2 separate regions of the Sus scrofa genome follow, and region 2 is linked to region 1. Evidence: chromatin contacts called from public HiChIP or PLAC-seq data. All regions are on one chromosome and are shown on one strand. The core of a region is the stretch at or near the end of the contact, and the rest is flanking DNA. Distances in the headings are between cores, read along the strand shown.

Region 1 (3,600 bases), core at 593-3,092:
TACACTTCAAGGCACGAAAGGCTGGTAAATTTGGGTATTAGAGAAGTATTTACAAACACTTCTGTGATCATAAAAATAAAATAAACAAGACAGTGCTGTTAAAAAGAAAAAAAAAACACAAAAGCAAACCCAAAGCAAAGGCATCGTTTGCATCTTAAATTCATAATAGCAGGTTCTGAACTATTTCCCTTTCCCCTGCCTTTCTTAATAGGAAAAAAAAAAAAAAAAAGACTTCTCCTCCTCTACAGTTTGAAGAGATGCTTGTAAATTTGTTTTGCAGATAGTGTTCATGCTAAGAGGCTCTTCCTCCACCCCACCCGCCTATCTGGTCTCAGATACAGAAACTGCCTCAGATATTCGGTGCCTTCCTGATTTTGTGGTTAAAGTATCCCTTTTTTTTTTCCCCTTCTTCCCTGCCTGGCATCTGACTCTAGGTCCTCAAACTGTCTCAGCTCATAGCGTCACAAGTATCCAGGCTGGCCCCAAGGACATTCTTTGGCTCACCTACCTTCATTTTTCCCTTTGCCAAAACCTCTACTCTTTATTTCCTTAACTAACCTTTTCTATCGCCTGTTGCTAACCCATAGTTTTCAAAATTACCCTCTGCTAAAGTGACTCTACTAGAGGAAAAATTGTTCTTATTAGTGATGAGGGAAGAAAATTGTTGATTTTTACCCAGTCCTACGTGGATACTAGTACACCACAGCTTATCAAGCATTTTCATTTTGAATTCCTACAAAAATCCAGAGATGATTATATATATATATATGCATACACACACATCAAATACATCAACTGTATTACAAATAAAGAAACAAGCTGAGAGAGGTCAAGCAACTCGCCCAGGGTGGAAAAATAAAAATAAACGACAAGATCCATGCAGTAAGAGTCCAGAGTCCCCAAGCTCTTGACCTCTATTGAAATTCCAAGTGATGATGGAATATAGGAATATAATTTAGTTCCTGCCCTTAAAGAATTTATAATTCTTTTTTTTTTTTTTTTTTTTTTTGGCTTTTTGTTGTTGTTGCTGTTGTTGCTATTTCTTGGGCCGCTCCCGCGGCATATGGAGGTTCCCAGGCCAGGGGTTGAATCGGAGCTGTAGCCACCGGCCTACGCCAGAGCCACAGCAACGCGGGATCCGAGCCGCGTCTGCAACCTACACCACAGCTCACGGCAACGCTGGATCACCACAGCTCACGGCAACGCTGGATCGTTAACCCATTGAGCAAGGGCGGGGACCGAACCCGCAACCTCATGGTTCCTCGTCGGATTCGTTAACCACTGCGCCACGACGGGAACTCCCCAAGAATTTAAAACTTGTGTTGGGGTAGGTGAGATTTATACACACAAGTTAAAATAAAGAGCCACCGTTTTTGTATTGGTACTGGTCTCCTCCTCTGCAAGATGTAGCTAACAGCACCGACCTCAAGGGGCTTGGGAATGATTAAACTGAGTAAAGCGCTTTATACAGCGACTATCACGCAGTATGCGGTCAATATATGTTAACTTATTATTTTTAAAGGAGGCAGATTAGAGTGGTAAGAATACTGGAGAGATCCAGGAGGCGGGTTGTAGGCGCTGGACCGTTGCATCTAAGTTCTCCGAGCCTCGGTTTCCTCTTCTGCAAAAGCAGGTGCCTGGAGTGGAACACGTCGAAGGAGGCAGCGGGAGTCTGGAGAATCGAGGGGCCGCGGCGCAGAAAGGGTTAGCGTCGGATTTGCCGGCGCCGGCGGGAGGGGCTCTGCCCCGCCCCACCCCGCCCCGCCCGGGAGGCGCCGGCAGCTCCAGCCTGTGAGCAGTTCCGGTGCCAAAACCCTTCCCTCCCCGCTCCCCCGGAAGTGCTTTTCCATAGTTCGAGCCGGAGAGAGGCCTTGTAGGTACTGCCGCTGAGGCTCGATCGGCTCGGAAGAGGGGCTCCTGCCTAGGTGGGAGCCCGGGGGTCCGCGCCTGCCGACCCGTGCCCTGCCCGCTCCCAGCGCCCAGGCGGACGGTGAGTGGCCGGCGGAGCTGACTGCGACGGCCGCGGGCCGCGTCGGGGCTGGCGCTCTCGGGCCCCCGCTGCCCGCTTGGGACTCCGGGCTGCAGGCTGGGCTGTCGGGGTTCGAGGAAGGGGGTTGTCGACCGCCGCGGTCTTTGCCGAGCCTGCGGGGCGGGAAGAAGCGGGTGGCTGGGCCGTGGGGTGGGCGGGGCGGAGCCGGGGTGGGGGTTCCTGGAGCTGTTGTTGCTGTTGGGACTCTAGAGTAAGGATGGGCTGGGCCTCCGTCCATCCGACCCCTCACTTAAGCTCCCCCAAGTACTCGCGCTGCCTCTCGGATTTGGTTTTCTCTCTCCGACCCGAGCCTGGGAATCTAGACCTCAGACTCAGTCTTGGGCTGTAGTTCTCGACTTTTGCTGTCTCTGGATCTGTCCTCGGGCTCGGTAGTTAGCTCGGGTTCCAGGGGTGTTGTCTCCTCCGACCCAGGGTTGGGCGATGCGTGTGTAGATGTCGGGGATCTTTTGCAAGGCTTTCCAACCAGACCCGCTTAGGGGTTGCCCAGGATCGATTGGGACCGGTTTTGGATACGTAGGTCACTGTGGGAGCAGCGCGCCTCCCATGATCTTTACTCGCTTGAAAGCTTACTCAAGCCGTTGTTGAAGTGACTTCTTAAAAAAAACAGCTTGCTTGAAGAAAAGCAGTTCAGGTAAATTCCCTCTTTTTCTCGGCAGTAAGAAATGATGCTATTCTCTAATCTGTACTCCTAATTTCTGTGGCTATCTGAAGTCACAGTTGTATGATGAGTTCAGTCTGTGGTTGTTGCACAAATTGACTGCAGAGGGTTGGAGAATTATACCTCCTCTTTCCCGACGTTTATATACCTTCATATTTGGGACTGTCATTTTCCTTAACTTTTAAAGAAAAATTGTTCTCTATAACTCCTAGGAGGTTCCTTATACTGTTACAGCTGTTGCTGCAATGCAGAGGTTCACACAAGTGGGTAGAGGTGTTTTGTTTTATGTTTTTTTAATTTATATTATGAGGTGTTTACTTTGGAGTAATTGAGCATTTCCTAGAGGAGCAAGTGATGTAGGTAGTTTTTTTTTTGGTGAACAGATTTTAGGTAATAAGCTACTCCTGAAAGGTTGGTAGGAAATAGGATTTACTCAATTTAATCGTGATTTTGAAATTATGATCGTAAGAGAAAGCAGTTACTGCAGATTTTGACTATCAGCGGATGACCATTGTTTTTATAAAGTATCTACACAGCACGTTTGTGAAACCTGTGACACTTTCATGTACTTCTTGTCTGGTGCTTATATTAGGGCTTATACTGTAGTTTTTGGGGGTTCTTATCTGCTTCTCTTTCCTCCCACCAGTGAAAGGGGAGGCAATATCATGAATTAGGGAAAATAGACTGAAGTGACAAGTTCAGTGAGCTCTCTTATGCAAAAGAAAATTTATTTTAGGCTTGTTGATATTTAACAGGCAAAGGGTGGATGATTTTTAAAGTTCCTGGAAAAAATTGTAGACAAAAAAGTTAGTTGTCCAACTTTTAGATTTAGATAGAAACCATAGATTCTTAGCTACTTGAAATTCTCTAGTTCTTTTAGAGCATAGGGTTG
Region 2 (3,600 bases), core at 637-3,136, 1.9 Mb after region 1:
ACAATCAGTAATAAAGTTCTTAGTAAACTTTTTATGTGGTTATCATGGAATAAGTCAAGACACAGACATATAAACACATCTTAAAATGGCAAATCTTCAGATGAGTAAACTCAGGAATGTTTAAAGATCAGAAGGGACAAAAAACAGATATTTTGCAATTTTCCTTCTCAATCTCTCCATAATCTCCACCTTCCCATAAATCCCATGGTTTCCAATATATTGAGATAAAAATGCTGTTAAGTTTCATTCTCTCTGTAGCCCAACTCTAAGAGTTATAAAATGTCAAAAATGTGAACATAAGAAATAAGACTTAAAGTTTTCCAAAAAAGACATATAAATTTAAAGCCTCTGAATTAATAGAGCTGGTGAATATACCGGGGTTTTTTTTTTCCAACTTTAGAAGGCAGCAATGTGTAAGAATAAATCAAGATAGAAAGGTTAAAACAGACTCAAATAAAAGCAGTAGGATTATGCAGAATGAAACTTCACAATTTCCAATGTCGCAGTGCAATATGATATAAGCAATGGTATTCCCCAAACTTTTTATGGCTAATATTTTTTTTCTTCCTCTAAAAATCTAAGTCAACATCACCTAAAAGCAAGGGTAGTATTAAAAAGAGGGTTAATGAAACTTGGGCTTCTGATGTAATATTACAGATCTGATTTTACACTTCCTTAGGTTCCATTAGTTTGGCCCCCATCCATAACACGTAAATATTTATTAAAAAGCAATAAACTCAATAAAGTAATTTTTTAAAATAACGCTACGGTTTGACACATGGAGATTACCAAAGAACCAACTACGTTAAGTATACTTACAGTGACAAGCGGTTCTGATGGTTCAGAAAAGTTACTCATCTCAAAGACCTAGCAATGACGCTAAAAGGAACTTTAGTAGTGACACACCCAGGGCAGACCGCCACGTTAAGGATACAACTCTTCCGAGGTGGAGAGGGCTCTCGCCAGCTCTGACTGCTGCTGAATCCAGATCCTGCTCCTCCTCCTAGGGGAGGTCTGCCCCCCGGCTTGCCTCCTCGCTCACCCCCTCCTCGCCCCCGACTCCAGCGACTCCCACCCCGGTAAGGCCTGCCTCGAAAACGGAAACGGTCCAAGGCAATGTGGCTCCGTTCCCAAAAGGACGGCCGGGGGCTGCTTTCGGACAGTGAGCTCGAAGGCATCCGCACGGAAGGCGGGTGAGACCTGAACGGCTCTTTGGGTCGGTAGCTGCTGTGTCCCCTGAGGTGGCCCCGCTCCGACGCGTGCCGTGAGCGTGAGAAATTCCTCAGCTGCTGCTGAGAAGAGGACGACGACGAGGAGGAGCCACCGCCTCCGCCGGATCCACCACCCCGGGCCGGGTGAGGAGGCCTTCGCCGCGGATACGGTAACAGCCCTCCGCCACTGCTGCTGCTGCTGCTCCGGCTCCGTATCTGGCTGTTATTATCGTCATCGCTGATCTCTCCATCTTCGAGCTCCCCTTCTTCCTTGGGCGAGAGGCCACTGGAGGCCGGGGCCGGAGTATCTGCGGTCGCCATCCCGGGAGCAGTGCCTTCCACACAACCTTAGCCCTCTGTCCGGGGATCCACCCTACAATTGTCTTCCTCCTCTGTTTCCTTTTTTCCTAACGGACCCGGTCGGTGCGGTTTTACAGTACTCGGACACCTAGTGGGCTCTGCTCCCCAACTTCCCCGCACCCCAGCTCTTTCTCGCCGGACCGTCGCAATTCAGTTCCCTTCCCTAGCGCCCCCTTGCTCTCCGCGATCGGGGCTCTTCCGCCTCGCGAGAAAGGGTCTCTGGAAGTGGCTCTACTCGTGACGTCACTTCCCGAAGCACGCAGGAAACAAGGCTCCCAATTCACGCGATAAAAATTAGGACGACGCGATTCTCAGTGGGCGTTGTAGTTTTTTTTGAGTATTGCTTTCCGTTTGTCCTTCCAAAATCTGTGCCTGTTAGCTACTCCAGACCCTAAACTCGGGTTTCTGGGTGCGTGGCAGGGTAGGCGGGTCTCTTCTTAATCTCGGCTGCGAGATTCATATTTCATAGTGATAGGGGGCTGGTGGGGGGCATACCTCTTCGATTGCTCAAAGAACAACTACCAAAGAGACCAGTAGTCCCTCTCTTTTGGGAGCCAGCGGTAGGGCGGGTTGCGTTCGCCATGTTGGTGAAGGCAAACGAAGGGGACTGGAGCTCCAGGACTGTAGGCTCTGCTGCCCCAAGTCCGCCATATTAATAAAGAGAAAGGGAAGGTTGACTACCCCCCCCCAGCTACACACACACACACACACACACACACACACACACACACAACACGCATACACAACCCCTTCCTCGCACGCAGGTCCCACGACTCAGTTCTTTGGCCCTTCCCCTGCCACGCTTCCCCAGTCTCTGCCCGAAGGGAGCGTAGCAACCCGCACCTCAAATCAGGCTTAAGACAGCGCCGAATGAGGGGGAAAGGGAAATGCCGACCAATTGCGCCGCGGCGGGCTGTGCTACTACCTACAACAAGCACATTAACATCAGCTTCCACAGGTAACCTGGGCAGGGAGTGCGGGTGACGAAAACGGGAGTTCCTTGACTGGGTATCGCTTGGGGCGGGGGGGAAGACCAGGGAGGATTCTACTAATTCTGATAACTTCCGTAGCTAACTAGTAGCAGAGGCGCAACATTTTTACCCTTTGTGTGTGTTTCTCAAATCTGTCCAATTTTTCTCTCCCTTCGGGGAAGGTTTGCTCACTTTGAGAAAGAGAGCCAAGTTCTGTACGGTGATTGCTCCTTTAGAAAGTGACAAGGAAGATACCTTAATTTTCTACTCTTTTACTCCTGTGTATTAGATCAGGTCTTGACATTAATGACACCGTAAGAGGAAGTGAGATCTTCCTGTTCAAGCCAGCAATCACCTAAAAAGCCTGCTGTGTTCTCATTAGAAGTTAATTCTTACTGGCTGAACTGACATGGGAAGCATTTGGATTTTTAATCTTTTAGTCACAGGCAGTAATTTTGTGGAGGAATTGAGTCATCATTAATAGCCGTGGAATTAAGCGATGTTAATGAAAGTGGGAAATGAAAGCTTTCTTTTCTTTTAGTATGCAGAGTAGTATAATAAAAGGAACCCGGATTGTGTTTTTCCTACGTTTGCTGGAAGAGCAAGCAAAATTCTTTAGTTCTGTTAAATCAGACCTCTTGAAAGGGCTTTGAACACTATATGACATAAGTACTTAGGTAAATGTTTTACCTTCTCTACAAATGCCTGCCATATGCCTGAAGAAAGGAAGGATTCAAAAAGTTGAGTGCAAACAGTTCTGATTTTATATACCTCACAGCTTAATAAGGTCGTAGAATGTGGAAAATAACCCTGACCTTTCTCCTTATCTCATTATGACTAAATGTACCTTCTTATTAAAAGTTAGTACTAAAAAACAAACAAACAAAAACTCTTGTGGTGTTTCTTTTTGTCATCTACTTCATGCACATGTAGTCCTTTGTTCATTCACCCATCGAATGTGTACCAAGCTCTTATTTGCCTCTCCTACTAGGGATCCAGGAAATTATCTTCCCGGAGTTGGAATGAGAAAGACTGACACAAATAATTATGGTTAAGTG

The links. HiChIP or PLAC-seq counts read pairs in DNA pulled down with a chosen protein or histone mark.
Region 2: an H3K27ac HiChIP or PLAC-seq map of alveolar macrophages shows a contact between it and region 1. The contact joins the promoter of THAP2 here to the promoter of FRS2 in region 1. A contact is called at or near these places in 2 of 2 datasets of contacts at active chromatin or transcription factors (alveolar macrophages and skeletal muscle).

The regions. Positions count from the first base shown.
Region 1 is chr5:33,723,614-33,727,213 of Sscrofa11.1, forward strand. FRS2 (fibroblast growth factor receptor substrate 2) reads left to right here and starts at 1,843. Exons shown (of 10, transcript NM_001243209.1): 1 at 1,843-1,990.
Region 2 is chr5:35,669,394-35,672,993 of Sscrofa11.1, forward strand. It overlaps THAP2 (THAP domain-containing protein 2), which reads left to right and starts at 1,887. Exons shown (of 3, transcript XM_003126383.4): 1 at 1,887-2,529. The coding sequence starts at 2,459. It overlaps ZFC3H1 (zinc finger C3H1 domain-containing protein), which reads right to left and starts at 1,798. Exons shown (of 35, transcript XM_021092001.1): 1 at 935-1,798. The coding sequence starts at 1,532.